Regions from separate parts of the Mus musculus genome. Here regions 1, 2 and 3 are each linked to region 4. The links are chromatin contacts, called in public HiChIP or PLAC-seq and Micro-C maps. All regions are on one chromosome and are shown on one strand. The core of a region is the stretch at or near the end of the contact, and the rest is flanking DNA. Distances in the headings are between cores, read along the strand shown.

Evidence for each region. A called contact is a pair of places that touch in the nucleus more often than the background predicts. HiChIP or PLAC-seq counts read pairs in DNA pulled down with a chosen protein or histone mark.
Region 1: a contact with region 4 is called in an H3K27ac HiChIP or PLAC-seq map of embryonic stem cells, with 6 read pairs. The contact joins the promoter of Atp6v0e here to the enhancer-like site in region 4. A contact is called at or near these places in 4 of 39 promoter capture datasets (cranial neural crest, embryonic stem cells, frontonasal cranial neural crest and 1 more), 1 of 15 datasets of contacts at CTCF or cohesin (the NIH/3T3 cell line), 5 of 115 datasets of contacts at active chromatin or transcription factors (bone marrow-derived macrophages, effector CD8 T cells, embryonic stem cells and 2 more) and 2 of 9 other capture datasets (liver and pancreatic islet).
Region 2: an H3K27ac HiChIP or PLAC-seq map of heart atrium shows a contact between it and region 4, with 7 read pairs. The contact joins two enhancer-like sites. A contact is called at or near these places in 3 of 39 promoter capture datasets (cranial neural crest, embryonic stem cells and maxillary cranial neural crest), 1 of 15 datasets of contacts at CTCF or cohesin (the NIH/3T3 cell line), 11 of 484 Hi-C or Micro-C datasets (the AML12 cell line, bone marrow-derived macrophages, centroblasts and 6 more), 13 of 115 datasets of contacts at active chromatin or transcription factors (the HPC-7 cell line, the NIH/3T3 cell line, embryonic fibroblasts and 5 more) and 4 of 9 other capture datasets (adipose tissue, embryonic stem cells, liver and 1 more).
Region 3: a Micro-C map of muscle stem cells shows a contact between it and region 4, with 2.5 times the contacts expected there. The contact joins two enhancer-like sites. A contact is called at or near these places in 2 of 39 promoter capture datasets (embryonic stem cells and trophoblast stem cells), 1 of 15 datasets of contacts at CTCF or cohesin (the NIH/3T3 cell line), 10 of 484 Hi-C or Micro-C datasets (the C10 cell line, bone marrow-derived macrophages, cerebral cortex and 5 more), 5 of 115 datasets of contacts at active chromatin or transcription factors (the HPC-7 cell line, effector CD8 T cells, embryonic fibroblasts and 1 more) and 1 of 9 other capture datasets (adipose tissue).

What each region holds. Positions count from the first base shown.
Region 1 is chr17:26,672,111-26,679,467 of GRCm38.p6, forward strand. It overlaps Atp6v0e (ATPase, H+ transporting, lysosomal V0 subunit E), which reads left to right and starts at 4,286. Exons shown (of 4, transcript NM_025272.2): 1 at 4,286-4,468. The coding sequence starts at 4,365.
Region 2 is chr17:26,482,954-26,490,120 of GRCm38.p6, forward strand. The region is part of intron 1 of Gm34455 (a long non-coding RNA gene); the gene reads right to left. Among named protein-coding and RNA genes, the nearest start is that of Gm34455, 18 kb to the right of the region's middle. Within about 2 kb of position 4,543, at least 8 of the 459 cell types and tissues checked have an H3K27ac peak or open chromatin away from gene starts, as enhancers often do. A contact at or near this core is called in fibro-adipogenic progenitors, heart atrium and muscle stem cells, where this site is marked.
Region 3 is chr17:26,653,458-26,660,356 of GRCm38.p6, forward strand. It overlaps Ergic1 (endoplasmic reticulum-golgi intermediate compartment (ERGIC) 1), which reads left to right. Exons shown (of 10, transcript NM_026170.3): 10 at 1,610-3,477. The coding sequence ends at 1,717. Among named protein-coding and RNA genes, the nearest start is that of Gm41553, 15 kb to the left of the region's middle. Within about 2 kb of position 5,589, at least 21 of the 459 cell types and tissues checked have an H3K27ac peak or open chromatin away from gene starts, as enhancers often do. A contact at or near this core is called in muscle stem cells and myocytes, where this site is marked.
Region 4 is chr17:26,578,696-26,585,800 of GRCm38.p6, forward strand. The region is part of intron 1 of Ergic1 (endoplasmic reticulum-golgi intermediate compartment (ERGIC) 1); the gene reads left to right. Among named protein-coding and RNA genes, the nearest start is that of 1700049J03Rik, 16 kb to the left of the region's middle. Within about 2 kb of position 5,581, at least 170 of the 459 cell types and tissues checked have an H3K27ac peak or open chromatin away from gene starts, as enhancers often do. A contact at or near this core is called in the NIH/3T3 cell line, embryonic stem cells, fibro-adipogenic progenitors and 5 more, where this site is marked.

The sequences.
Region 1 (7,357 bases), core at 3,036-5,535, 92 kb after region 4:
ATTTCTTCTTGCTTCTTCTTTGTGCATGACTACTTAACAAACCATGACCACCACCAACAACCAACCATCCAACCAACAACCCCCTCTGCCTCTCAGGCCCTAGTGTTTATACACCCTCCGAAAAGTCCCAAGAATTCCAAACATCACACACTTGCAGAAACTACCTGCAGCTGGCAGAGTCACACCTCTGCTAGAGCAGGAGTCAAATCATCATCAGCTGCCGTGGACAGCCTTGAAGCAGCCACACACCCCACACGTGGGATTAAAACAAAAGCACATTCTTATAGGATTTTTGTGTTTAAAAAAATTCTAAGCCGGGCATGGTGGCACACACCTTTAATCCCAACACTCGGGAGGCAGAGGCAGGCAGATTTCTGAGTTCGAGGCCAGTCTGATCTACAAAGTGAGTTCTAGGACAGCCAGGGAACACAGAGAAACCCTGTCTCAAAAAAAAAAAAAATCTAAAATTCCAAAATTGTCACCATGCTCAGTCTACAAGCTTTTCCTTTGGATCTCATGTCTGCACTGCCACACAAGGGTCCCACCTACTTTTATGCTGGGTCTTCTCTCTTCAAATAACCTGATCAAGAAAATCCTTTGAAGGTGTGTCCAACCGTTAATTCCAGCTTCAGTCAGGTTGACGACCAATACAAAATATCCCACACCTCCTGGTTGCTTAGGAGCAGTACTTACAGATGTGGCTGCTGCAGGCACAGCAGCTTGAGTGTAACATAGGCTGTGTTCCTCTCTCACAGATTTTCACACAAGCACACACAACCCAGCCTGCCCCATATTCCTCAGAGGGCTAACAGTATGGCTGATACTTTAGTGATTGCTGCTGTAAAGAGGCACCATGACCACAACTCTTATAAGAGAAAGCATTTAACTGGTGCTTGCTTATAGTCTCCGAGACTGAGTTCATTATCATATTGGGAAGCATGACAGTCAAACATGATGCTAGAGAGGCAGCTCAGAGGTCTACCTGCAGATCCATAGACGGGAGGGAGGGAGAGAGAGAGGGAGAGAGACTCCACCTAGCTTGGGCTTCTGAAAACCCAGACCCCCACCTCAAATAGTGCCACTCCCCAGTGACAGAGTTTTCAAATCTGTGAACCAATGGGGGCCAGGCCTACTCAAACCACCACCAGGCTTCCTGGGAGCCACTTAGGCTAACTTGATAACTGGTGTTATCGACTAACTAGTGTGATTTGTCGCCTTTGCCTGTATGCTAAAGTGTGAGAGTGAGGTGGGAGTGCCAACCTAGAATTGCTGCCAAGGCATGCAGGAGCAAGCTTGATGTAGGCAGGCAGGCAGACATATAGGATTCCTGAGTGTCACTGTTAAAACAACAACAACTTAAAAAGATAGCAGAAGGGAGGGTGGAGTGTTGGCTCAGCAGTTAAGAGCACTCAAAGTTACTGCAAAGGACGTCACCCCACATCAGTTACGGTGCTCTCTGGCCTCTGCAGAGGTACACACAATCTCACATATATATGTGACCCAGTGTGGTCTGATGTAGAAAGGGCCACCTACACTTTGGTTTTGTGGCTTGTCTACTGTGTTGTCTTTTGAATATGTTATGTAAGCCTCTTCTCCTTCCCCCATCTTAATAGATTTTGTCACTTAAAATAAGAAACCTTATGGATAAAATACTCATCACATAAAGAAGGGGCTGTAGAGATGGCTCAGTGGATAAAAGCATTTGTTGCTCTTGCGAAGGACCCATGTTTGTTTCCCAGCAACCCCTATGGCAGCTCACAATCATCTATAATTCCAGTACCAGGGTATCCAATACCCTCTTCTGATTTTCAAGGGCACTAGGCATACATCTGTTGCATAGACATACATGCAGACAAAAAATATTTGCAAACAAAAAATCTTTTTGAAGTTTTGTCTTGTTTTTTTGAGAGAGAGGCTCTGTGTAGCCCTGGCTGTCCTGGAATTTGCTTTATAGACCAAGCTGGTCTTGAACACAGAGATTCTCCTGCTTCTGCCCACCCCACCCCCCCAAGTGGTAGGATTAAAGGCATGTATTAGCACACTTGGCAACATAGAATAAATCTTTTAAAAGAAGCAAAGAAAACCATCACATAGCTCCTTACTGTATGCTGTGTGAACATTCCCCTGGAACAAGGCTCAGACAGGAAGTAAAGGAAACAAAGAAGACTCAGGAATCCTCTGAAAGTTACAAGACTCACAAGACCCCTTCCACAAGTTGTATGAACAGTAACAATTGCTCAGGGTAGGAAACTGGCCAACCAAGCTGCTTGCAAGTTGTGCAGGGAATTCCAGGAATTTCTATGCCACCCATACTCCTGTAAGTAACTCTAATATTCACTGGTTCAGTAAGGTAGACTTGTGTAGAATGAAAGATTTGGTTTGCCATCCATGCCTTATCTGGGGGTGAATGGACATTTGTTCCTGTATACCCAGGAAAAGTCACATAATAACTATATTCTGATTATTTGTACCTCTTACCAGTAAATTCAAATTATACTCTCTCCTAGGAATTGGTTTGTACCAACATATTCCAATATAAATGTGCTTTGTGAGTTGCTACATAGGCATCCAAATTCCATGAATTTTGTTTGTTAGTTAGTTTGGTTGGTTGGTTTTGGAGACAAGGTTTCTCTGTATAGTCCTGGTTGACTAAAAATCTCTCTGTAAACCAGGCTAGCCTTGAATCCACAGAGATTCACCTGCCTCTGCCTTCTGAGTGTTGCTTTTAAAGGTGTGTACCACCATCACCTGACATAAATTACATGACTATTTTAAAGAAACAAATTATTTCAGATTACTAATGGTGAGCTGAGTGACTATCAAGACATGACCAATAGATGGACCTCCACTTCAAATTGAGTTCTGAGTCTAGTTTGGCCTGTTCCTAACTGCATGGTTCTGCCAGCCTTCACCTTCTAAATTCTGGGATTAAAAGTATGCGGCCACTACAGCTGGCTCAGTTAAAGTCTGAAAATCATTTGCAAAGATGGTACAGCTGCTGAAGGGTCCAATTAATTCAGGAATCCATTCTACTTGATGAAGAAATCAGGAGAGGTGGCTACTACGGGGAAATGGATCCACAGCCAGCACACTGGATTCAGCTGCCAGATCTCCCTTTTCATCTTGCTCTGTCTGCAAGCTTCTGCAAAACCAACCTCAGCTCAGCATGGTGCTTCACTGGCAATCCCAGCATTTGGGAGCTGTTGTGTTCCTCATAGCAAGTCCCTGGCCCCAAGGGAAAAAAAAACCTCCAAGAATTGCTCCCCTCCTCTGTGTCTCAGGAAGTTCATGGTGCAATGAGCCTACAATTCTGGCGAGCCACAATGATATTTCTGGCTAATTCCTATTCTTGTTTGTTTGTTTGTTTGTTTCGAGACAGGGTTTCCCTGTGTAGCCCTGGCTGTCCTGGTACTCACTCTGTAGAGCAGGCTGGCTTCGAACTCAGAAATCTGCCTGCCTCTGCCTCCTGAGTGCTGGGATTAAAGGCGTGTTCCACGATGCCCGGTGATAATTCCTATTCTTTTTTTTTTTAAGATTTATTTATTTATTATATGTAAGTACACTGTAGCTGTCTTCAGACACACCAGAAGAGGGAATCAGATCTTGTTACAGATGGTTGTGAGCCACCATGTGGTTGCTGGGATTTGAACTAAGGACCTTTGGAAGAGCAGTCGGGTGCTCTTACCTGCTGAGCCATCTCACCAGCCCCGATAATTCCTATTCTTATTGAAACTGTTGTGACAACTGGCGGGAATGCAAAGTAGGGCCTGGTCATCCTCAGCTGTCCATCTTCTCTGGAGATGTGACCTCTCTCAGATGGCTGTCAGATTTACTTCTGTAACTCAGACCCTGGCACTCTGTACAAGACACACAGCAGCACCAACGATTAAGAGCCTTACAACCGTGAAGTTACTTACAATGCGACTGTGATTCTTCACTTGCAGCAGAGATGGCGATTGTGAGTAGTTCATGGGCTATGGAAGAATGCAAAGCAGGAGCCTAGCATACAAGACTCTAGAACAGTAGTCCACTATTGTAGGTTTTACTTATTTATGTCTGCGCGTAAAATATAGATAAAACTGTAAATGACACATCACCAAAATGGGCCTAAGTTCTTTCCAGAAAACTCTGCTGGTCCCCTCCCCGGTGGCTGGAGGTTCATCTCAGTCAAGCCCCATGGAACCACAGCCTTGAGACTAGCCAGGTAAGGGCGGGGCTCTAGTCTAAGGGGCGGAGTCCGACGGTCGAGTCACGCCGCGCGCAAAGGGCGGGGCTTTAGCGCGCCGATCACGTGAGCCTCTGTTGACACTTCCGGGTGGGACGAGAGCGAGGCTCCGGACCGATTCGGCTGCTGGGGCGCAGGCATGGCATACCACGGCCTTACTGTGCCTTTGATCGTGATGAGCGTGTTCTGGGGCTTCGTGGGCCTCCTCGTGCCCTGGTTTATCCCCAAGGGTCCTAACCGGGGGTAAGTGCGCCAGGTCCAAGGTGGTGGGAGCGGAGGACCCCGGTGGGAGGATCACGGAGAGAAGGATCGTACGTGGAGGACTACGGCGGGAGGATGAGGCGGGGTGGACCACAGAGGGGAGGACCGCATGCGCTCCTCAGAGCCTGTCAACGTCCCCGGCTGGAGGGTGAGGTCACCTTTGGCGGCCCCTCCCGGAAGTGAATTTTAGGGAGTGCTTTTTGTCTTGATGGACTAAAAGTGTGCACTTCGACTGAAGAGAAATTAGGGCGCCTCCCAAGCCACTGTCGCTGCTTTGGTTCTGTCTTTGATGCACGGGAGGCTTTTTGCCTAAACCTCAAAGAAAGGGATCTGAGAACAGAAATCTCCCTCTCGCCCCCTTGCTGTCGCAGTTTCGGACTCAGACAAGCTTGATGCAGAGCGTTAAGTTCAGCCTTTGCAGCTAGTGGGCCCAACCCAAGCCAGGGTGAGCCTGATCTAAACGAGGTTAAATCACCCAGAGCTGAAGGCATTGTGTAGAAACCTCTGCGTCATACCTTCCAGGGCGCTCCTGCCCTTACTTGTAAACAGTATTTACAGTGGTTGGCCAAGATTTTCATTCCCCCATCTAAGGTTTGCAGAATACCGTTTTCTCTGTTTGGAGATAAACTTCTGTATTGCAGTGTAAAAACAAACCTTTTCAGAGGAGCCTAGGGCACCCTCTTTCTAGTTCCTCTTTTGAATTAAGTAATTTTTTCCCTCTCACTCAAGATCATGTGGAGGTGACACTTGATCTTAAGTAGTAGTGTGTCAGAAACGTCTCTTGCTTTAATGGTTAGACACTGAATGGTGGGTACATAGTGTTTAGCTCCACAACACTTTGTAGAGTAGACAATGTTTACTGAGTGGGCCATTTTGATTAGAGAAAGTTTTACTGTGGGTTTCTTTGTTTTGGGGGGGCTTTGGGGGGTTTGTTTGTTTGTTTGGGGGGGGGGTCAAGATAAGGTTTCTCTGTGTAGCCCTGGCCATCCTGGAACTCACTGTGTAGACCAGGCTAGCTCAAACTCAGAAATCCACCTGCCTCTGCCTCCCAAGTGCTGGGATTAAAGGTGTGCGCCACCACGCCCAGCTGAAGTTTTACTGTTTTGTGATATTGGCTTCTATTACTGTCTGGAATACACTGACTTTTAACAGTGTTTTTTCTATTAGCCTAAGAAAGCACTTTTAAAGATGTATGTATTATTTTATGTATATAAGTGTATAGCTGCATGTATGTAAGGGCATCATGCGTGCAATGTCCACAGAGGCATTTGGATCCCTTGGAATTGGAGTTACAGATGGTCATTAGCTGTCACGTGGGTGCTGGGACTTGAATCTAGGTCTTCTGGAAGAGCAAGTGTACTTAACCAAAGAGCCATCTCTCCAGGTCGCAATTAAATGGCTTTTGAAAGGGAAATGATAGGTGAATATCTGTCCTTTGCAAGCATCAGGGAGGCTCCACTTCTCAGTAACAGTCCTACAGCGTCATCTGCGGTTTACAGCAGCTGATGTGGTATCTGGGCTCTGCAGTTATCAAAGTAATTTGTAGTAACTGAGTACTGAGTCCATTTAGACACTTTTTTTTTCCTCTTGGAGTTAGACAACAAAATGTCTCTGTTGTGTTTAAACCAACCCTGTTCCGTTCCACCACTGTCTGTCTTTCTGGCCTTCATCCCAGAATAGCTTTCATTAACGTGCCTAGTTTGGGCCACTCCTTTCTTAAAACTCTGTTCTCCCCATCCTGGCATCAGGTGCCCCTCCTGTTATGCAGAGTAATGAAACCCCTGGTGCTCACCACAGTCAGGTTCTATTTGACCTGCAGTGAGATCATATCTGGGGCCTATTTGCAGCCTCCACTGCAATCCTTGTTTTTCTTGCTCTTGGCAGGATTGAGCAGGTCTTGAAATGGTGCCTCCTAGGAGTTATAGGCTTAGAGTTTAGGAAACACTGCTCCAAGGTGACTGAGCTCTTGTGACCTTGGAAGACTTAGTTAGCTTTTCCATGTTCCTTGGTTTTACTGAAACATGGATGTTTTAGGATTAATTAATACCAGGTCCCTTCTACATCCTCCTTCCCAAAAGATTGTAAATCAAAAGGTCTTTTTTTTTTTTTTTAAGTTATACAAGAACTGACCTGCTTAATGAACTCTGATGATTTTTTTCCTGTGTTTGTGTGTGGCAGCCGTGGGGGTGGGGGTGTAAGTAAGGGTTGCTGAGAAGTGAACCCAGAGCCTCCTGTCTTCTAGACAAGCACTCTACCACTGAATTGCATCCCCAGCCACCACGCTGAGCTGAGTATTTAATACAGGAAAACATTTCTGATTTGTGGGATTAGGAGATTTTCATTAAGGAAATAAGGAACTGTGCAGGAAGGGAGCACAACAGGGGCTTCTCTGCTCAGTCTGAGAAAGCCTTGCTCAGCGTCCTGTAAATGGGTGCTGGGGAGGGTATGGGACCTGATGAGACAGTAAGAAGGTAGCTGGCGGGGACAGGCCCCTCCTGAGTGTGTGGGCATCGGGGAGACAGCCTCTTGCAATTCTTTGGATTTTTTTTCTGCAGTGGGACATGGTAGGACAAAATCTAGTCTGTGCCTGCTGTCCTTCATGCTCTCCCACTTTTCTCTGTAGGAGCCCACAGAGTCCCCAAAAGCTTCAAGTCCTCCTTTACCAGGTGTGGAGGATCACACAGGGATTAGTAGACCAGGGGCTATGTCAGCTCCAGTTTTTGTTTGTTTGTTTGTTTGTTTGTTTGTTTGTTTGTTTGGAGCGTGTAGAAAGTCATATACCAAAGGCTAGCTGGTGACCTCAGGGGGTAAAAGTGCTTGTTGCCATGTCTGACTACCCCACAAATTGTTCTCTGATTGCCCCCTTGCATA
Region 2 (7,167 bases), core at 3,293-5,792, 97 kb before region 4:
CCAACACCTGATCTTAAAATACCTTAGTTTTAATATTGAAAAGCAAAAGTATTTATATAAATTTGCACACGTAATCTAGGTGGAACAGAACATGACTTGTGACTAAGAATCACCCACGTGTGTGAAGCACCTGTATTCAAATAAGAAATCATGAGTAAGCCGGAATGACAGAAAAGGCTCCCAGTTGTCCCTATTCATCCAAAGATACGGTACCTCAGATTCTCTCAGTGGACTGTCCTGAGAGACCAGGAAGCTCTGTGTGTCCTTGTGTAAAGAGTTGGAATTTGCCGGGTGTGGTGGCACACGCCTTTAATCCCAGCACTCGGGAGGCAGAGGCAGGTGAATTTCTGAGTTCGAGGCCAGCCTGGTCTACAAAGTGAGTTCCAGGACAGCCAGAGCTACACAGAGAAACCCTGTTTCGAAAAAACAAAAACAAACAAACAAACAAACAAAGAGTTGCAATTTGAGAAAGAACACATATTTCAGGACGAGTATATAAACACTCCCTTTAAAGATAAAGATGCCTCTGCAACTGTGAGCAGAGAGCATGCTGGGAGTAAATGAGCAGTGTGCCCCATGTGTGTGTTAACACAGAGCTGCATTCCCATACAGGACCCTTAGGGTGTCTCTGGTGCCCATGATACCTGCCCTGAGTTGCCAACAGCACTGTGGTCTGCCTGCCAGGTCAAGGTTGATAGAACAACTTTGTTCATGTCTGCAATCTAGGCTCCAAGCTCTACTTGGACAGAACTCAGGACCACCATGGGACTATGGGAAATAGATCAATGAGAAAGGACAGTGGGCACAGGGCTTTTTATTCCTGAAATGAGTGAAGTCCTCAATATATAAAAGAGAGGAGGAGGAAACTCCAAGAATGGGCTTTGAAGGTTCAAGGTCCCCCTGAAGAGACAGTATTTTCCCTACTGTCACCCTTGTCCTGGGAATGAGAGACATCACATATGAGGAATCTCAAGAAGGAAATGCCCAGAGTAAGGGGAAAGGATGTCATTGCTTCCTTCAGGATTATAACAAGGGTCTCATGTCTGACTTCTCCTCTAAACTGAGCTCCTGATGTGCGGGGTGACTAGGGATTCTCCATCTGTGTCTAGGACACCCAAACAACACCTAAGTACCTGAGGCAGCCTACCGCACCTGTGGGTGAATGAAGGAGTGAAGGAGAGAAATTTGCTGTCAGGACATTTCTACCCTGGACCTTTCACTGAGAACACCAGAATGAACATCTGGACCTCTGTTGACTGAGCTTCTAGCATGTTCCAGGCCCAGCCGTTGCTTTCACCAAAGTCACGTGTTCTAGCATGACCATGCTGGCGTTTCAATCCACTCAGCACGGCACAGATTTTGACTGGGGGAGGGGTTCCTTTTAAAAAGAAACTTAAAAGTTGACTCCTAGGTGTACAGGTGTACAACCAAGGGAAACGAGAACACAAAACTACATGAAGACTTGAACATGAACAGTCATGGCAGAGTGATTCATCAGAGCCCAAGTGGAAAGAGCCCAGGGGTGGCATCAGTCAGAGAGGAACAGTGTGTGCGTAGCCACGTAATAGAGTATTACCATTCTATTACTAATAACAAATAATGATTTATCAAGAAAGTGCTGACGCATACTATACCATGAAGCTTGGACACAAGAGGAAACCCACCCCCAAAGACCACATATTATTAAGTCTATTTCTATGAAAGGTCCAAAATAGGCAAGCCGCAGAGAGGGAGGGTAGATTCCCCTGTCTAAGGCCAGGAGCGTGATGTGGACAGGGTTGGCGTGGGAAAAGCAGAGTAATCACTAACAGGTGGGTAAGTACAGCTGTGAACACATGGAAAGCCACCACATCTTGCATTTTACATGGGCAAATTATGTGGCATGTGACTGTTTCATTGAAGCTGTTATAAAACCCAAAATAAAGAAATTAGAGAATTCCCCCTCTCCGAGGAGGAGCCCGCCGAGAAGCCAGTTTCACAATCCAGTGGTGGCTCTGGCTTGCCAACGGTATTTCTATTTTTCAACAGTCTTGAGCCTATCCTGCAAAGTAGCTTTTCTCAAGACTCACGCTGTACCCCAGAAGCCCCAGGTTGCTGGTTGCTGCCTGTCTCCAGCCTGTCTCTTGTTCTCGCCCCCTTGTCTATGCCCACCACTGCCTCTCCCTCAGTCCCTCTCTGCTCAGGAAAGTTAGCTCCAAATGCCTGGGCTGCCTCAGGAACCTGGTGACATAGGCCTGTTGTGGTGTGTTTGGGCACAGAGGCCTTCGTTGCCAGTGTTGCCAGGCACAGAGGGTGACTAAGCCAGCCAGTTGTGTTCAGGTTTCAGTGCCGATCCAGGAGCAGGGGGAGCCGAGGGCTGTTCAGCTGCTTGGGGGAACGGGTTTGTTTCTGTTCAGCTATGCATGCTATACTTGGGCTATCCTTACACACACCAGAAAGCCAGACATCCGATGACATAGAAGTGCCCAGAAGAACTCTTGGAAAGGTAGAAAACAAAACAAAACAAAACAAAACAACTCAAAAAGTGTAGAAGCTCCAGAGAAATAAACATCAAAGTGACTGTCACAGCCCACTAGCTGTACCAATGAGTTCTACATGCACAGGCCCAGCCAACTGTAGATCAAAAATAGAAAAATTTTAAATTGTGTCTGAGTCAAGCAGGTAGCACACACCTGCAATACCAGCACTGGGGAGGTATAGTCAGGAAGATGACGTTTGAGGCTAGCCTGGGCTACAAGAGAGAGGCTGCCTCCAAAAATAATTATGTCTATACTGAACACATGTGTTTTTCTTACCATCATTCTATAAACAACACAGTATGGTAGCTGTCATGCCATGTGCAGTTTGTTAGGAGTGGTATGTCTTCCAGAGCTGGTTTAAAGAATATGGGGAGGGGAGTTGCCCAAGCTCTATGCAGACACTGTGTTGTATGGGTGGACTTGATCTCTGTACAGTCCTGGAATGATTCTCCTGTCCCCATCCCCAGGACATCTGAACTCAGAACTCCCAGTTTAGCTAGGGGCTAGTGAGAGGGTAGCCTCTGGGACGGGCTTGGAAAATAACTACCCATGTGTCAGTGAGGGTGACCAGCTAGAGGCAAGGCAGACCACCAGAGCAGAGCAGGCTGGGAGTCAGCCTTGGGAAAGTATCTTTAGGGAAGGCTGGATCTTCACGAACATCTGCATACAGAAGTCTTAGGGAGTCACAAGTGGGCAGCAGGATCCGATCTAGCTTCTCTTTCTCAAAGCCTCTGACTGATGAATGGGGAAGAGACAAGCTGAGGGGATCAGGAGAATCTTCTGTCCTCTGTCTGCGAGAGGCCACTGGTTGGCAAGTCCCTCTTATAGCAAAAGGACATTGAACACTGACCTTTGGTACTTGAAATTTAAATTTAAGCTGGACGGTGGTGGTACACGCATTTAATCCTAGCACTCGGGAGGCAGAGGCAGAGGCAGGTGGATTTTTGAGTTCGAGGCCAGCCTGGTCTACAGAGTGAGTTCCAGGACAGCCAGGGCTACACAGAGAAACCCTGTCTCGAAAAACAAAAACAAAAAACAAAAAAAGAAAGAAAGAAAAAAGGAAAGAAATTTAAATTTACATCAAGCACTAATCATTTCAGTCGATTTTACCATTGTAATTAATTCTAATTCAAAGCTTAAGGAAACAAAGCCAGGGGCTGGAGAGATGGCTCTGCAAGTGACTTGTTGATCTTGCAGAGTACCAGCACCTACATGGCGCCTCACAACCATCTGGGAGACAGGGCACTCTTCTGACTTGTTTTGGCATCAGGCATACATGTGGTACACATACATGATACAGACAAAACACTCAAACACACAAAATCAAATAAGTAGATCTCTCTCTCTCTCTCTAGCCTGCTCTCTCACTTGCTCCTGCTGCTGCTGCTGTTCACATTAGTTTAAAACATAACTAACGTAAAATGTTGGTGGAGCACACCTTTAGTCTGGAGACAGAGGCAGACAGTTCTCTGAGCTTAAGGCCAGCCTGGTCTACATAGTGAGTTCCAGCACAGCCAGGCTTGCATAGTAAGACCTTGTTTCTAAATACCAATAATGACGACAATGATGATGATGAAAGTTTTGAAATGAGTAAATGAATATGGACCTAAGATGACAGAAGAACAGTGAAATATAAATTATTAAAAATTTACCAGGAACACATGGGTTTGTTGTGGTTGGTTGGTTTGTTTGCCTTTTGTTTTTTTAGTAATCACTCAATTTTTGAAATTTAACCCCCAAACCAGTTCAAACCCTGCCATGTGGGTCTGGAAAGCATCTTTCTGGGTCACTGGCCAAGCTGTGAGCTTTCACTTCTTGTCCTAGTTTGGTCTGTGTTGCTATGACAAACTTGATGGCCAATCACAACTTTGAGAGGAACTGGCAGCATGTTGCATCTTACAGCTCACAGGCTATCACAGCAGGGACCTGGAGGCAGGAGCTGAAGCAGGCGCCGCAGAGGGGAGCTGCTTACTGGCTTGCTCCTTGGGCTTGCTCAGCCTGCTTTCTTACACAACCAGGGCCAGGCACCGCCCACAGTGAGTTCACACTGGGTCCTCCCTCACCCATCGTTAATCAAGAAAATGCCTCCACAGACTCGCCTACAAGGCAATCTGACAGAGCCATTTTTTTCTATCATGGTTACTTCTTCCCAGATGATCCTGGCTTGTATCCAGTGCACAGCAAACTAATCTGTATACCTCTGGAAGGTTCTGTTGCCAACACCAATCACAAGGGCTTACTAAAGCAGTTTTTGTGGAAGGTTGACCAGAAGGAGCTCTCTCTAAGCACTGTCTTCCTTTAAGCATAGAAGGTGCAATAGAGGGTCAGTAGGGCAATGAGGCTAGCCCCGGATCTCCTCATTCTCTGGAGCAGGCTATAGAAGCTTAACAGAAAGGAAACCAACTTCTGCAGTTAGTTGAAAGAGTGAGCCTGAAGCTTTCTTACCTGCGAACTGGGCCTATGGTTCTCCTATCTATAACACACACCCGCTCAGAGGTAAAAGGATGAAGGGAAACAATGGCCAGGTATAGGCTAGCAAGAGGGACTGAGCATCCATCTCCATGGCTCTGCCCCATCCAACTAGCCAGTGGAAAGGAGCCACCCAGCTGTCACAGGGGCAAACCAACCAGGCCAGTGTGTTCTCTCCCAACCCCTTCACACGCCACGCACACCCAGGAGCTCTTCCAGGCAGACTGGCTGAGCCTGACTTCTCACAGAGGAGGAGGCAGAGTGCTCAGGGAGCCATAGTCATCCTTGGTAAGAACACTTCTGTCACATCTTATCACAACCCCTCTGTCCCCAAGATCACTTGGCCAGCCAGGATGTCTCCATAGGCAGGTCTGAGTCCCCATCCTCCCTAATGCACACCAGAGTGTGTACTGTGAGTTTAAGAGTCTCCAGTGTCTCCACCTTGGTAGCTGCCAACCAGCCCTCCTACCCCCCCCCCAACCCTTATCTATACCCATCGTTGGGAACCCCTGGTCTCTGGAGACCTTGCCTATGTCATCCCTTTGCCTTTAACAGGCTCCTCTCTCCTCTGGGAAGCCCCTTCCTTAATACTCTTCCTCCCACCAGACCCCTGTCTAGTAGACTCTTACTGAGTCTGTGGAGCCCTGCCCCGCTGCCTCTTCCTCTAAGAAGTCTTCCTTGATTCTCATGTCACAGTAACCTTGCACGCTGCAGTGTGAATGGCTCCCCTTAGAGGAGGGCATAGAACCATCCAGACCGTTGGTGCACCTACTGGGTGGTGGAGCTTAAAGGACACAGGCTTTGTGCTCAGACTCACTCAGCTCGAAGCTTAGTTTTGCAACTGTGAGCTATGCACCCTGAGGGAAGAGGCCTAACCTCTCTGATCCCCTGTACTAAGATGAGAACAAGTCTCCACCCATAACACTGAGGCAATAGGAAATGCCTAGCATAGCACAGGCTTAAATAACTCTTCATTCACTTCCCTGGACATCAGGAACTCTGGATGTTCTCCCCTACCATCCAGTTGTGTTCACATCCGCACTTGTGTGAACAGCCCAGGCCAAGATCTTTCCTGACTGGCTGTGAACCCTGGTTGTCCTTGCTCCCAGAACCAGCTCCAACCAATATACTAGGACCCTGTGCCTGTAGAAACTCCCTCATAGGTGCCCACATACATGTGTGAGAGTCTGCTCTGAAGCGTGGCAGGTGGAGCCAAGTCCATCAGAAACATTAAGGCCATTCTGCAAGGACAGGAGCCAGCCGTCCACAGCTGCCCTGGATCAGGGACACACTCAGTGTCCCAGCAGCAGGTGTGTGTTGTTTATGCTGTATCCCAGGCAGCAGAATCCCGCAGCCCTGGCCAAGAGTTCTAATTTTAAACAGCGGGTTCTGGGCGGGCCGAAATAAAGGTCAGATCCTGAAGGGCTACCCAAAAGATGCACACACTAAAAAAAGATGACCCTCGGTGTAAAAAAAGACACCCTACCTCTGTTCTACCGTCTACACTGCCTGACATGTCAAGGACACACCTGTCAGGATCACTGGGGAGGCAATGGCCACGGCCAGTTCCCACCTACCCTAAGCCAGGGGTCTCCAAACTGCTGGACTCCAAGAATCCCACCTGGAAACCCCATTTCAAAGCAGATGGGCAGCCCCAGACAGAGGATTCTGGGGGCTCTCCTGAAGACTTTCATCTGTTAGGGTCCTTTCTATTGAAGTTGTTCACTGCGTCCCTTGCAGTAATCCTGTGGCCCACATCTGATGCCTGCTGACAGCGGCACATCTTTGTGGTGTCATTTCCTGAGGTCCTTTGTCAGGTGGTGGCTCCTGTCTAGTGTTGGGAAATGGAAGGGGCTGATGGATCCATGTATGACATGGTGAGCTCGCTGAAGGGAAGTATCTTGTTTTCCCAGACAAGGCTCAGGGAACATGCTGCTGTATTTTTCTATTGTGAAAACTGACATGGCTGCCCAAGGCTTCCTCAGGTCCTAGGTTATTAGAACAGTGAGCCTTTTGCTTATCATTTTTATACCCTTTTACATTTATAAGCAGGACTGAGTCTAACACACCTCCCTGCTCACCATCTAGTTATATACAGTTTACTTACAATGAGGCACAATGACCTAGGATTCCCCCCCACTTTTTTTTTTTTTTGGTGGGTCACTCCTGTCTCTGGACA
Region 3 (6,899 bases), core at 4,339-6,838, 75 kb after region 4:
GAAGAGGCAGTCAAGTTAAGAGCAAAGACTCAGCTGGGTATAGTAGTGCATGCCTGTGATCCGGGAACTTGGGAGATAGAGATGAGAGACTCAGAAGTTTGTGGTCATCCTGGTCTATATGAGTTTGAAATTAGCCTGTCTCAGGGAATTAAGTCGCAAATTTACAAAATGAGTAAGTAAAAAACACGGGCTCTACTATTTTGAGTCCCAGTTCAGCCATTTGTTGAACATGATTTCAGCCCTCTAAACTACTACTGTTCCTTAGCCTCGTGATAGACATTTAAGGGGGTTTGGGGGTCACTAGCCTGGAGAGATGGCACAGTGGTTAAGAGCCACTGGCTGCTCTTCCAGAGGTCCTGAGTTCAATTCCCAGCACCCACATTGGTAGCTCACAACCATCTGTAATGGGATCTGATGCCCTCTCCTGGTGTGCATGAAAACAGAGCACTCATATCCATGAAATAAATAAAGGAAAAGGACTGGAGAGATGGTTCAGCAGTTAATAGCACTATTCTTCCAGAGGTCCTAAGTTCAATTCCCCGCATGGTGATTCACGACCATCTGTAATGGGATCTAATGCCCTCCTCTGGAGTGTCTGAAGACAGTTACAGTGTACATAATTTATACTTAAATAATTCTTTTTTTAAAATAAACCTTTAAAAACACACACATACACCAACATCCTATGGCTCACCTGGAGATTCTTTGAGGTCATAGGTCCATGCTGTGGCTGTGGAGTTGGGCAGCTGCTGTTGCCGCCACCACCTCTTCCCCCCTCTTTCCCCTCCTCCAGCCATCCCTAGCAATGGTAATATTCACTTCCAGGCTACATTGAACAATATTTGGTGTCAACAAGAGGGCAAATCTGTACAATTCTGGCATCTGCCAATGCATGGGGTAACTTGCTATGATGAAGAACTGGCTGGATCCTAATGTCAGGAACACCACTGGAAGCCGCCTTGGTACCCTCCGAGGCAATGACCTTGCTGTTTGGAGTTTGCTTGCTTACTACCTATCAGCAGAGGAAATGCCAGCTCCAAAGGCTGAGTGTTTCCAGTCCTACCCACCCAGGCCATTTGCCTATTCAGTCACAGCAGACGCTGGAGCTGTCAGATCCAGGCTCCAGTCCCAGATGACCTGTGTACATATGACCTTGGGGGCCAGAGGCACCACATTTCAGATTCCCCATCATTTATCTGAAAATAGGATCATAAGTAGCTGGGAAACATGTAGTAGAAGTTAATACTATAGGCACCAAGGTCAACACAGACGTGAGTTCAAATCTCAGCTACTTACTTAGTGAGCTTTGGGAAGTGACCTCACTTCCCTCACCTGTGAAATGGGTCTGATAATCCCCTTCCTCCTGCAGAAAGTTCATCTGGGAACTAAAGGAGCTGACACAGGTGATAATCGCTTTTATTGTTATCCAGTTCATCCAACAAGTGGTTCGCTTTGATTCCCTGAGTACCATCAGCGACAAGGTGGCAAACAAAATGGTATCGTGGGCAGCGTGTCTGCATGAGTGCGCTTCTTGTAATGCAGGAGGGTGCCCGCCTGATGCCCCTCAGCACTGATGTCTGACACACTCTGTTCTCTCACCCTCTTGCAGATCTGTGCCATCATCGGCGGAACCTTCACTGTCGCCGGCATTCTGGACTCCTGTATCTTCACAGCCTCAGAAGCGTGGAAGAAGATCCAGCTGGGCAAAATTCACTGACGTCCTGTCCAGCCCAGTGACTGAGGACCAGGAACCCTGCTAGCCCTGCCTCTGGCGTCCTATCTCCTTCTGCCTTCTCTGGCCCAGTGTGTGTGGGAGGAGGGTGATGGTTATGGGTGGCACCAGGTTCCCCAGCTACCTCTCTCCCCATGTTTTAGATAAATTAACACTGCCTGGAGTCACGTGTCTCTTTCCCTGCAGAGCCCCAAGACCAGGGTCAGGCATGGGGAGGTACTCCAGGGATGCCGGTGACCTCTCTGGGAAGGCTGTAGTCTATTCTCTGTTAGGGAATAACTTAGAGTACAAACAGATAAGCTTTCAGACAGGCTTTGACAATCTTTAAGCCCCCATCATTTGGACATGCTAATAGCTTGATTTGTCCCCCGGGCAGCCAACCTGTGCTCTCAGCCTCGGGACCAGACTGCCCAAAGGTACTGCTGCTTGGCGCTCTCAGTATGGAATGGTACTTGGCAGGGACACCCATAGGCCCGGCACTGCAGCTGGAACTTGCTTCTGCCTCATTGCTTCATGCCCGACCTAGAGCCCGGGGCTTGTCTCCTACCCCAGCCCTGCCTCCTCCTCCGGGCAGATGCCAGATTGCTTGACAGAACGGTGGAGACTCGGATTTGCCCACCAGTCCTGAGGCAGCTCACGGGTGCCCCTTCCTCTCTTGTCTTTGCTTTTCTGAATCCCCCACCAATGTGCCTCAGCTGCTGTGCTATGCGGCAATAGCATTTCTTGGTGAAGGGGCTGGTTCCCATTGCAAAGCCCCCCTCCCCCCAACAGTTACATTCTGCAGTGCCAAGGGATAGGGCCATGTGACTGGAAGGTCATCCTTGGAAGACCATATAAGGCACAGTTTGTACACTTCTGTCCAAACCAGAAGCATCCTTCCCAATGAACCACAAATGATCATGTCTGACATCCACCTTTGGTCCCAAGGCCTTAGCTGGGGAAATGAAGCAGGCTTCTCTTTCCATCCCTACCTTGCAGGGTCCCAAAAGATGCCCAGCATCTGGAACCCACTTGCTATTGAGACCCCCTGTTAGCTGAGCACATGCCAACTCATTCTTAGACCCAGGGGGCTCCCGTGTCTCCCCCACTTCCTCCTGAGTTAGATCTCTTTCTTGTTCCCCCTCATCCTTCCTAAGGGGAGGGGCAGTGGTCTAGGTATGAATTCCATGCAGAGAATTTTAGCTATGTTCTCAAGTCCAGAGAGAGCCGCGGGCCTGGGCTTCATTTATATTGAGATGGTTTGCATACTTTTGTAATGAAGGGGTACCTGCAGTAGGAAGTTTTGGGGTTTTTTGTTTTTGTTTGGTTTTGGTTTTGTTTTTCTTAAATAGTCTCTTATGGGTAGCTGGATTCTCTGCCATTTGTAATTTTTCCTCTGATTCCAATTAGCAAAACTTCCCTTTTTATATGAGTTGATTCTTATTGTGTATGTAAACTGCCCCTGGCCACTTGGCTAGATTTCTTATCTTCTTTTAAACATTCTGTTCCACAGTTTAAGAAACCAGTCCCTTTGGTGTGTGAATCTGTCACCTGTGGAGGGTTGGGCAGGGTGGGATGGGACGGGAACTATGTGGCATGCGTATGAGTTGAAATCCCACTTTTGTGAGGACACGGTATGCCAGTTTCCCATGGAAGAGACGCCTCTGGCCTGTTGTTCTTGTAAAGGTATTCTTAAGGGGACATATGTTTTGATTCTTTCCCACTCACTGGGTTCAATTAGATATTAAAAGGCTGCTTTTCAGAAATATTGCTGTGACTCTGCCTTGATGGTGGCTGGGTAGCCCAGAGTCTAGGGTGGGAGTGAGAGTGAAATTTAATTCTACAGAAAGAACAGCGGTTGACAGTGCTGAAGAGAGCCAGGTGATGGCACACGCCTTTGATCTGCCTTAAGCTCATAGGAGGCTTAGCCAGGCAGATCTCTTTGAGTTCAAGGTCAGCCTGATCTACAGAGTGAGTTCCAGGACAAAGCAGAGAAAACCTGTCAAGAAAAACAAGAATAATAAAGCCAGGTGTGGTGGCACATGCCTTTAATCCCAGTACTCAGGAGGCAGAGGCAAGAGGATCTATGTGAGTTCAAAGACAACCTGGTCTACAGAGAGAAGCCCTGTAAAGGGAGGACGAGCAGGAGGAGCAGGAGGAGGGGGAGGAGAGAAGGTCTGCCGAGAACCAAGAAAATCTTGCAGGATATGGTTACAAACCATTGACCTTGAAGAGCCTAGTTGGCTTTATCCCAGTCAGATTATATATGTAGAGAGTTGTGGAAGCTTCTAGAGAGAGGATTTCTTCTAATCAAGTTTAACTATGGGTACCTTAGGGGGAGATCACCCTGGGAGGAGGGGAGCCTGATGTGACTGAGCCACGGGTGAGGCACCCAGGCTGGCAGTCCGTTCACCCATAGAACACTAGTTTTACTAAAGTGTTTGCTAAAAACAAAAGAACCATTTCCCGTTTGTCCTCAAGCAGTAGCGTTTCCAGAAATTTTGAGAGATCTACCCTGGGATGCCACCTGTCTGGAACACAGACCACCAAGGGACTTTCTCCGTGGATGCTCCTTGGAACTGGATCCATGAACTGACAAATGTATTTGAAGTTGACATAGAACATGGAAGACTGAATCCTAGCCAGGGGCCCTGGGCTGCAGTGCTTCTAAGAGGCAGTGGTGAAGGGGCATCCCAGGGAGAGGTTCAAGTGCTAGGCGAGATGGGTGTCATCATGGAGGAAACCTGGGAAGAAGGGAAGTGTAACAGGACTCAGAGGAAGGAGGAAGAGGGGAGGTCAGTCACGGTAAGTTGCTTTTATTTACTAGAAACAATGACAGGCCATTAGAGGTCTAAAGCCTTTTTTAAGAGAAAAATTTGGGGGTGGAGGGGATGGCTCATCAGGGAAAGGAACTTGCTACTGTAGCCGTCTTTGCTACTTTGTGGGTTCTTTTCCCCACCCTTTATCCCCCCAGTTTCCCCTGCTATCACTACATAGGAAAGGATAGCAGGGGGAGACAAAGAGAGATCTCAATCTATTTTTTTCTTGTTCCTCCTTTAAGCAGGACTACTAACAAAGTGCAGCCAACCCCCCACACCCCACTCCTGTACAACCACCAACCACCTGCACTGCCTCTTGGGGCCCTGGCATTTATACACCTTCTGAAAAGTTCCCAGAATTCTAAATATCACACAATCGCCGAAACCATTTGCAGCCAGCAAAACCGTGCCTCTGCTAGAGCACGAGGCAAATCATAGCTGCTTCGGACAGTCAGAAGCAGCCTCGCATCCCACATCCCCCAGCTGAGATTAAAGTGAAAGCACGTTCTTTTATTTTTGTGTTCTTAAAGAAACCAAAATTGTCACTACAGCTACCAGTCCTGATGACCCACATGATGGAAGAATTAGCCCCCTCGTTGCCATGGTATATAATGTATGAATGTATATACACACAAGTAAATACAGAAATGAAAAATATTTAAGGGCCAGTGAGATAGCTGGTGTATACGATGACCTGAGTTCAATCCCAGAACCCATGTAAAGTTGGAAGGAGAGAGTATGTGTGTGCTTCCGTATGTGTGCCATGACGCTTGATCACCCTCCCATATAATAATAAATAAAATTTATCTTTAAAAAATTATTTTAAAACTTGTTTTCGGGCTCGAGGTGTAGCTCGGTGTTACAGGCCTCCCCCCACCCCCAGCACAAAGCAACCTGGTGCATGCTTCTCGAAGGTTCGTTATCTGAAGATAGACATGGTATCGTGCGAATGTGAATGGGAACTCATGAGGGAGGGCATTCTCCGAAGACCCCTTTTCCTCCCCGCAGCTGCTCCCTGCCAGTTCTTTGCTGGTGAGGTCATGCATTTCATTCCAACCCATCACTGGGAGGACTTGGCATTCTCGGCATGCCAGGAAGAAACAGAGGCGTAATCACACCCTGGCCACACAGCTAGCAGGTGGTAAAGTTGAAATTCCAACCCAGATCGGCCTGACTACCGGGTTCTGAGGAAGCACGGGGCGGGGGGGGGGGGGGCGGGGGGGCGGTTGGTGGTTGTTCCTCAGCCCTAACGTCATCTGAGCAATGTCAAAACAGAAAGCCAAAACGGAGGAGAGTCAGAGCAAGAGGGCCTTTTGTCTCTTTTCTTACAGTTCTCATGTGGTAGTGACCTCCAACCATAAAATTGTTTTTGTTGCTACTTCATAATTGTAATCTTACTGTTATAAATTGTAAGTGCTTTCAGAAGCAGAGTTGCCATTGGGGTCGCGACCCACAGGTTGAGAACCATTGCGTTAAGCCATCCTATAAGAAAGTGGGAACATTACAGAGTCAGAATGCTTCCACGTCTCCTATCAAAGCTCTGTGCCAGCTTTGTGGAGATGCCGAATAATCACTACTTGATTGAACATTGGAGGAAACCAGCAGCAGGGACAGATCTGAATGTACAGTAGAGGAGGCAAAATAAGGGAGCCAGAGAATGGATGAACTCACTCCCATGAAGCTCTGCTGTGAGGACAACTGTGACCCTGCTGGGCACAGTCATGCTGGCACCTGCCCCCAAGTCTCCATAGAAACAGAGAGAGTGACTGATGGTAGGCCCCGTGGTACAACTTTAATCACAGTAGAGGCAGCCGATAGCAGCCTTTCCCGAGCCCTTCTGACCTGGACACACTGACAGTGGGTGGTACTCCAGTTGCCATGGTCTCTTTAACCACAGTAGGACACTTTGTCCAGGTGGAGCCTTCCTCCAAAAATCTCCAACACAGGTTGCAGAGGCGTCTAGAATAAAGTACTAAACCGGCCCCTGCAGTCCTCAGAGCTCCAGTAAGACTGGCTTTGGACAATTTATCTTCCATCTTACCAACTCTGATAAACTAGGACTATGTACAGGACCAGTGTGAAGATGGCTTTGGGCAAGACATCTTTTCTATATCTAAAGGTCTCCATTTGTTAAGGAAACATTACAACCTTGTATCTAGAATCTGGCACAAAGTAGGTTTTCAGTCCATGCACCATGAATGGATGAGTGGCAGGGCTAGAGACGACGAACGAATAATACTTTGCACAGAATATCACTTGGGTTCCTAAGATGAAAACAGCAGAAACCACAGGCCCTTTCCCTCCCTCCTCACTACTACAGTGCTCAGGACAGGTGCCTCCTTCACAGCTCAGGCAAACCCAGGAAGGAC
Region 4 (7,105 bases), core at 4,331-6,830:
TCCTAAGCCAAAGTTAGGACTTCTCTTTTCATGAAACCTCCAGATAGACTTGATCTAGCAGGATGCAAACCAGGACCCTCGAGCTTATATCAATAAAGGAAATTGGCTTAAATGCAAGCATATGGGAATATTTTAGCTTTGATTTCTCACACTTGTTTGAAAGTGAGCCTTGCTGACCACTGACTACATGGCAGTCAGTAGCCATGGCTGAGGTGCTGCTGGATCCTCCCCCAAACACACACACACACACACACACGCATGCACACACGCACGCACGCATGCACATGCACGAGCGGAGTGCGCACACACGCCCTTACTTCCTGATGGGCTGGTTTATGAACATGACAGAATCTAGGGGTAACGAACTCAGGCAAAGCTCTAGCACTCTGAAAGTGGGGAGGTGTAGCGGGGTCTGTGGTCAATTCAGGGACCTTAGTTGCTGCAAGGGTCTGTCTGGAATGTCAGAACTATCATTGGATCAAACTGAATCTACAGTGGTCTTCAGGAGCCTGGGTGTCTAAGACAGACTCTGGGGTAAAAATGTTTTTGCTCCATGACTCAAAGCAAGGTATATAAAGTTCCTGTGCCCCCCTTTTCTCATTTGCCAAACAAGCACCGTGGGTCACTGATGTGAGATGCATAGTGCCGAGTGCCCACAGCTACCGCTGTGCTTCAGTGCTAAGAGTGCAATCCAGGTCCCCGTGCATGCTGGCGCTCTTCCACTGAGCCATACCCCAGCTGGAGACCAAAAGGGTGCTCCTGAGGTTGCTGGTGAGAGTATCCGAGACTCCAGGTGGTTTTCCTGGTAGCTGAGGAAGGGTGGCCGAAACCTCTGATTATCATCACCATTTGATGGCTGGGGACGTGAGGATGGGGTGTGGGGTTGTGTTTTATGTCTTTACCTTGAGTGCCTCCCTTAAAAGTGCAACAGTGGCCAAGATACAGAACAATGGAGTGAGGGGGGATGGCTTCTGATTTTCTAGATCATAGGTGTGGTCTGCTCTGGTGTCCTTAGGCAGAGATTAGCCTGCAGGGCCTGGATTCTGTCAGCAGTTATTAAATCAAAGTGGTGACAGAGTGTCTAGCACGAGCCACCTCCTTAGAAGGGGCAGCAGGGACTGGGCTGGGGTGGAGGTGTGTGTCTCTCTATGGAAGGAGTCGGTGGCTATCTTTGGGGAAGATAGTATGGACTAGTCACTAAGTTCTCAGTGCCCCAGTATCAGGGAACACTCTGTCTTGATCACCATTAGGTCCTTGGGGTCAAGGGACATGCCAGGGGCACTGAAGACACAGAAGAATGTGGCAGGGCTATGGAGTGAGTGTGCAAGCCCTGTCCTATCCTGGCTGCGTAGGGACCTTCCTTCTCAGGACACTGGAGTTTCCATGAGATAAGACTTGGGAGCTCCTCAGCCCTGCATCCAACCATGATGGACAGACAGACAGCATAGAAGTGTCAGGCATTATGGTTTTACACAGTTATTTCTGTCTCTAGCCCTTCATACAGGCTTCTGTATGATACTGGAGTCTTATGGTAAAGGGTTCAGCTATCCTTTCAGAATTTTCCCACTACCTTGTGATAATGGCTTAGAAAAGAGAGGTACATGGTTCCATCTGAGGTGGGGACCTTATGGGGAGCCATCAAATGTCCTACAAGTACTTATGTGCATGTATGTGCACAACATAGGAGTATGTACATATGTGAGGCTGTGTACTTGTACCCATCTGTGCCTCAGTGGTCTCACAGCTAAGGCATCCCAGTGTGGAACATGGGACCTGGGCTTCATGTCCCCTTTCACCAGGTGCCTAGGTGCTATTATTTCAGATAATTGCCCAGAAACCATGCAATATGCAGTGTGCCACAGGACCAGCTATCATGGTAACTTGATTGGCCTCAGGGTCTCCTCTTGCTTCAGGGAGAAGCAAGCAGAGAAGTCCTGGCCTCAGCCCTCTGCTGCATGTGCTGGCTTTTGATGTCCCCCTGTACTACCCGGGTCCAGGGACCAGAGAAGGGCCAGAGGCATCTGCCTAGACGTGTCTCATATAGTGAGTCAGGTCAGCCTGGACTAAAGAGTAAGACTCTTAATCTCAAAAGAGCCAGAACCAAGCCGGGCAATGGTGGCGCATGCCTTTAATCCCAGCACTCGGGAGGCAGAGGCAGGCGGATTTCTGAGTTCAAGGCCAGCCTGGTATACAGAGTGAGTTCCAGGACAGCCAGGGCTACACAGAGAAACCCTGTCTCAAAAAACAAAGCAAACAAACAAACAAACAAAAAGAGCCAGAACCAGCTGGACCTGGTGGGGAAGGCCCATAGTCAGCAGCATTGGGGAAGGTCAGGAGTTCAAGGTCATCCTAGGTTGTATAGCAGGTTCCAGGACAGCCTGGTGTCTCAGCAACAATAGCAACTCCTATTCCCATTAAATAGCACCACTGTGGGTTCCAGGCCCAACATGGAGGTGTGGCATGGTGCAGCGGCAAGCATGAACTCTGGATCTCCCAGGCCCTGGACGCCCTGCAGTCTGCCTGGCTGGGGCTTAGTCCTTCACTTCTCTGTCCTTTAACTTCCTGGCTTGGAAATGGAGGGAGGCCTGGATCCTGCCTCTCAGGGACACCGAAAAGTCCAGGCCAGGCTCTTGTGTGCCTGGTGTGTTGGAAGTATTCAGCCATTGATTGTTGCTAAGGGACCACATGGGACTTACCTGAAAAGCAATTTAAGAAACAGAAACCAAAGCCCAGGAGTGTAACTTCATAATGGTTTCCCACCTCCTTTAAATGACTGTTCTAGGTGGGATCTGCACATGTGCTGCTGGAGTCAGACTTGCTCAGTCTCCCTTCCCGCCAAAGAAAAGTTAACTTCTGAGAGGTCACTTGACCCGTAGGTACTCGACCACTGGGGCTCCTAAAATGAAGCCTTTAAAGAGCTGCCTGGGGTATTGGTGTTGGACAAGGCCACTATGGGGCTGACTGCCCTTAGTGGGGCAGGCACAGCGTGAGTGTTACAGGTCACTGCATCAGCCCCCACCTCCCCTAAAGTGCCATTTCCTAGATTCCTACAGCATGAGTAGGAACAGAAGACAGTAAGGGAAGGACAGGAGGACATCACCTTGCCTCTTCATTCATGCTCTCCATCCCGTTCCCCAGGCTTGTGCACATGCTTGGCTGGGCGAAAACTTCAATGCAAATCAAATCTACTAAGCCAACTCAAATCTCAGCCAAACGTCCCAAACGTCACTGGTCTGTTTATCACTCACGCATTGACAGCTGCATGCCACTGATCAGGCAGAGGATGGGTGTCCACCCGACCTTTGTGGACATGGTGCCCACCCTGCTGAGGCTTGCTTTCCACAGGAGTCCATGACCAAAAGTTTTCTAGCAAGAATGCCCAGAGCTTTAACTTTGTTCAGGATTCTAGAAGGTTCTTCCATGGTCTTTATTCTGAGGACTTAATGATAAGCAGGGCTGGTTTGGTGCTGGAACAGAAAGTTGCAGGCTGCTCTGGAGGAAAAGGCCGTTATGAGTGGGTCTTCGTGGTGGGTAAGCAGTTCCCTGAGGCCTGGGAAGGAGCATGCCCTCCGGGCTTCATATAGCCAGGACCAGAGGTCTGCAGGCCAGGGATTCTCAGGGTGGATGTCTGCACAGGCTCAGCTCTAACAGCAACCCATCAGACTGGCAGCAGCTGGCTCTGCTAGCAGCTGGTCTGACTGCCAAGATCTCTCTTTGATTCACATTTTCCACATTGAAAGATGTTTTGAAAACCTTGACCTTCAATTCATCACATGTCCCTTATTAAATTGTAAGTCACATCCAGCCAGTTAATGAAAAGACAATGGGCGGGTGACGCAGTACAAGGCATCTTGGCAGGAGCTCACCAAAGCGCTCTAGCCACAGAAGACCTGACCTAGTGATACCCCTGTTCCAGGGCAGACAGCGTGTCACAACTATGAAGGGCTGGGCTTGAGAGAGTGGCAAGGCTGCAGTAAGGCTGGAGAAGCGGGGACATGCTGAACATTCAGCAGGGCCCAGGCAGGTAGACGGGAACCCGACTTAAAAGAGGCAGAGCCCACCGGGGGAGGTGGGGAGGAGTCACACGTTTGACTGGAAGAGAAGCAAGTGGTAGATGTGTGAGGGGGTCAGTGTGGCAGGGGCTTCTTAGACGCGGGCATGTAGACAAATGTGAGTTGGAGGGAAGAGATGGCATTGTGACATTGTAATGTCTGTCCCCAGTGAGTACTGTGAGGTGGGAGGGCAGTGAGAGATGGAATAGACAGCTGAGGTGGACCTTCACATGCTGGTCACTTGGTGGGAGCCACAGAAGGTTCTAGAACAGATGTCATTCTGAGGAAGGTAGGAGCAGCTGCGTGGAGAAACACGTAGGCGCAGAAGAAAGTAGCTGAAGGCCTGGTGGCATGGGTAGGCCCAGTTTCAAAGATGGCAGAGGGTGTGCTCTCCCTTCTAGGCCGACTGTCCGTCACCTTGCCTCGTTCATGGAGGCGGGGCAGAGAACTAAGACTGAGTTCTAGCTTGCCTCCTTGGCCTCACTCCTCACTACCTCCACTTACCAACGGAAGCAGCGTTCTGCCTCCCTCAGGGGTGTGGCAAGAGTGAATGAAGCACTGCACATAGAGAATGTTAGGAGAGTACTGGGTGTGCAGACAGCTCTAGGTGAGTGTCACCAAGGGCCAGAGAGCCTACATGGGGACACCCTAGCTGGGGAACTTAAAAGTATTGGAGTCCCCCGTGGGCCAGTAGACTTTAGGGCCATGTTGACATATGTCCATGCCCATTCACACTCTCTGTGTTGACTCTTGCACTGGTGAGCAAGGGAGCCTGTGGGGCTTCAGTTTGCTCATTGTGAAAGGGGATGGAGGCCAGTGCCTGGTTCACGGCACTGTTGCAGAGATGAAGTGGCCTGCTTGATGCTGGAGAAGGACTTAGCGATGGGCATGGCTGGGGTCAGTCCTCATTCACATCCAGGTTGTTGCCACTTCCATAGTAGAAGCATCATTTCCTGTCCAGTGCTTTCAGGAAGATGCCTCTCCTCTCTTCCTGTCACTTCCCTGTAGAGACTCTGGACCGGAGACTCCTCTCCTCCCCCAGCCCCAATGAGTCTTGAAGACTTGGCCAGACTTGTGTGTAGTAGGGAATGGTCCCAGCCTGGGCTCCACCCCTTGCTGGCCGTGGGAAGTTGTGTCGGTCTGTCATCACTGTGGCACTGCCTTCTCATCTGTAACATTGGGCTGATAATCCACACATTGTGTGAGGGCAAAGCTGTGTGGCACACATGAACTACTGCGTGTGCCATCTCCGGGGCCAGAAGCCTCTTGTAGCATCCTCTTAGGCAGAAGAGGATCCTGGTTCACAGAAGAGTCGCAGGTTCAAGGACAGTATCCCAGGATCTTGAGCACAGAGTGGGCTGGAGGCATCTCAGCTAAGTATTCCAGGGTCGTGGTATGTGACAGTGTCAACCCAGCCCAGACGCAGGAACAGCTGTCCACCCTGGCCAGCCAGTGTGCACACTGGTCAAAGTTTGTTATCTTAGCCTTTTTAACACCCTGCGAATATGGGAGCAGCAATCCCTACTGTCCAAGGGTCGAAGCTGTTGCAGGCTAGGCATGTGGTGAGAAAGCCCTGACAGGGCATTTGTCAGTAGCCTGTGGGACATACCCAGGAAGTCTGTTTGTGGTCCTCTTCTCCATACCTTTCCTTATAGCTTCTTAGGCTGCAGGGCTGGGAGGCAGTGTGTGGCCTACATAGAAGACTCTGCACCACACCAGAGAATTAGCATGGCCGACCCTAAGTTCTTCTCTCTGCCCTGCATCCCCTCTATACCCCTGCTAGGGTCACAGCGGGGCCGATCCCTGTAAATACCAGTCCGCTTACATGTGCATTTTTCCTCTGTGATCTTCCTGTTTTGATGAGACACTGCCTTTGGCCGCACGGGTTCCCTAGGGGACTGCGGTCCTGAGGCCCAGCCCTAGCCAGTCATTCAGGAATTCTGCTTCCTGGCGCCCCACACCCTGCACATTCCACCAGGGCTAGCGCCTCCTGCTCTGCGTGAATGGGGTCTGCCTTCCCCATTCCCACGGTTCCCATGGCCACTTCCTTATCACCCTCTCCAGCTGACTGAAAAAGGCCACATTCCAGGGCAAAATTAGACTCACCCTCCCTTTCTGTTTTCCTCCAGCGGGCAGGAGAGTTTGCTAGAGTAGACTGGCGCTGGAGCCCACGGGTACAGGGAACAGACTTGCTGCTTGGCGTGTCCCCTGAATCTATCACTTCGTTTCTTGGATCATTTGAGGAATGCACTGGGCTTCTGCTGTATGCCAAGAAAAGCCCCAGGGACTGGGCTTACAAACAGTGGGGTTGTACAGTGTAGCATGGGTACGGGCCGACAGCTGCTGGGCTTGGGGGTTGAGCTGTTTTCATTTGCTCCATATTCTAGATTCAGCTGATGCCTCCATGTTGCTTCTAAGGCGTCATTTGATGGCGTTTCAAGGTGTCTGCTTGTTCGTGCCGTGCTGGGGATGGAACCCAGAGCCTTTGCATGTGTGCTCTACGGCTGAGCTGCATCTCCAGAGGGCAGAATGGGGGTTACTTTAAGAGCCCCCCTTCTTTCTAGCCGAGGCAGCACAGAGCCGCACCTGAGCGCCGATGCTATGTTCTTCAAATGCCCCATGCTTAGAACCACAGGCCAGGTAAACCTCGGGGCAGAACTTACCCAATCTGTTAGAGCCACAAGAGGTGACACCTGGCAGCATCTGACAAACCCAGGCTGGGACCTTCTAAAAACTACCAGTGAAACCAGGGGAGGGGACAGACTGCAGCAGTCTGAAGGGTGCCCTTCAGAGGCCTCCTCCACTCAGGAAATCCCTTGATTCCTGGCTTCACTGCGGAGAAGAATTTCATGATGATTCAACATGAAGAGAATTGGAGTTCACGAGGGGTTTTTTTTTTTTTTTTTTTTTTTTTTTTTTAAAGATTTATTTTATTATTAATATATGTAAGTACACTGTAGCTGTCTTCAGACACTCCAGAAGAGGGAGTCAGATCTTGTTGCGGATGGTTGTGAGCCACCATGTGGTTGCTGGGATTTGAACTCTGGACCTTC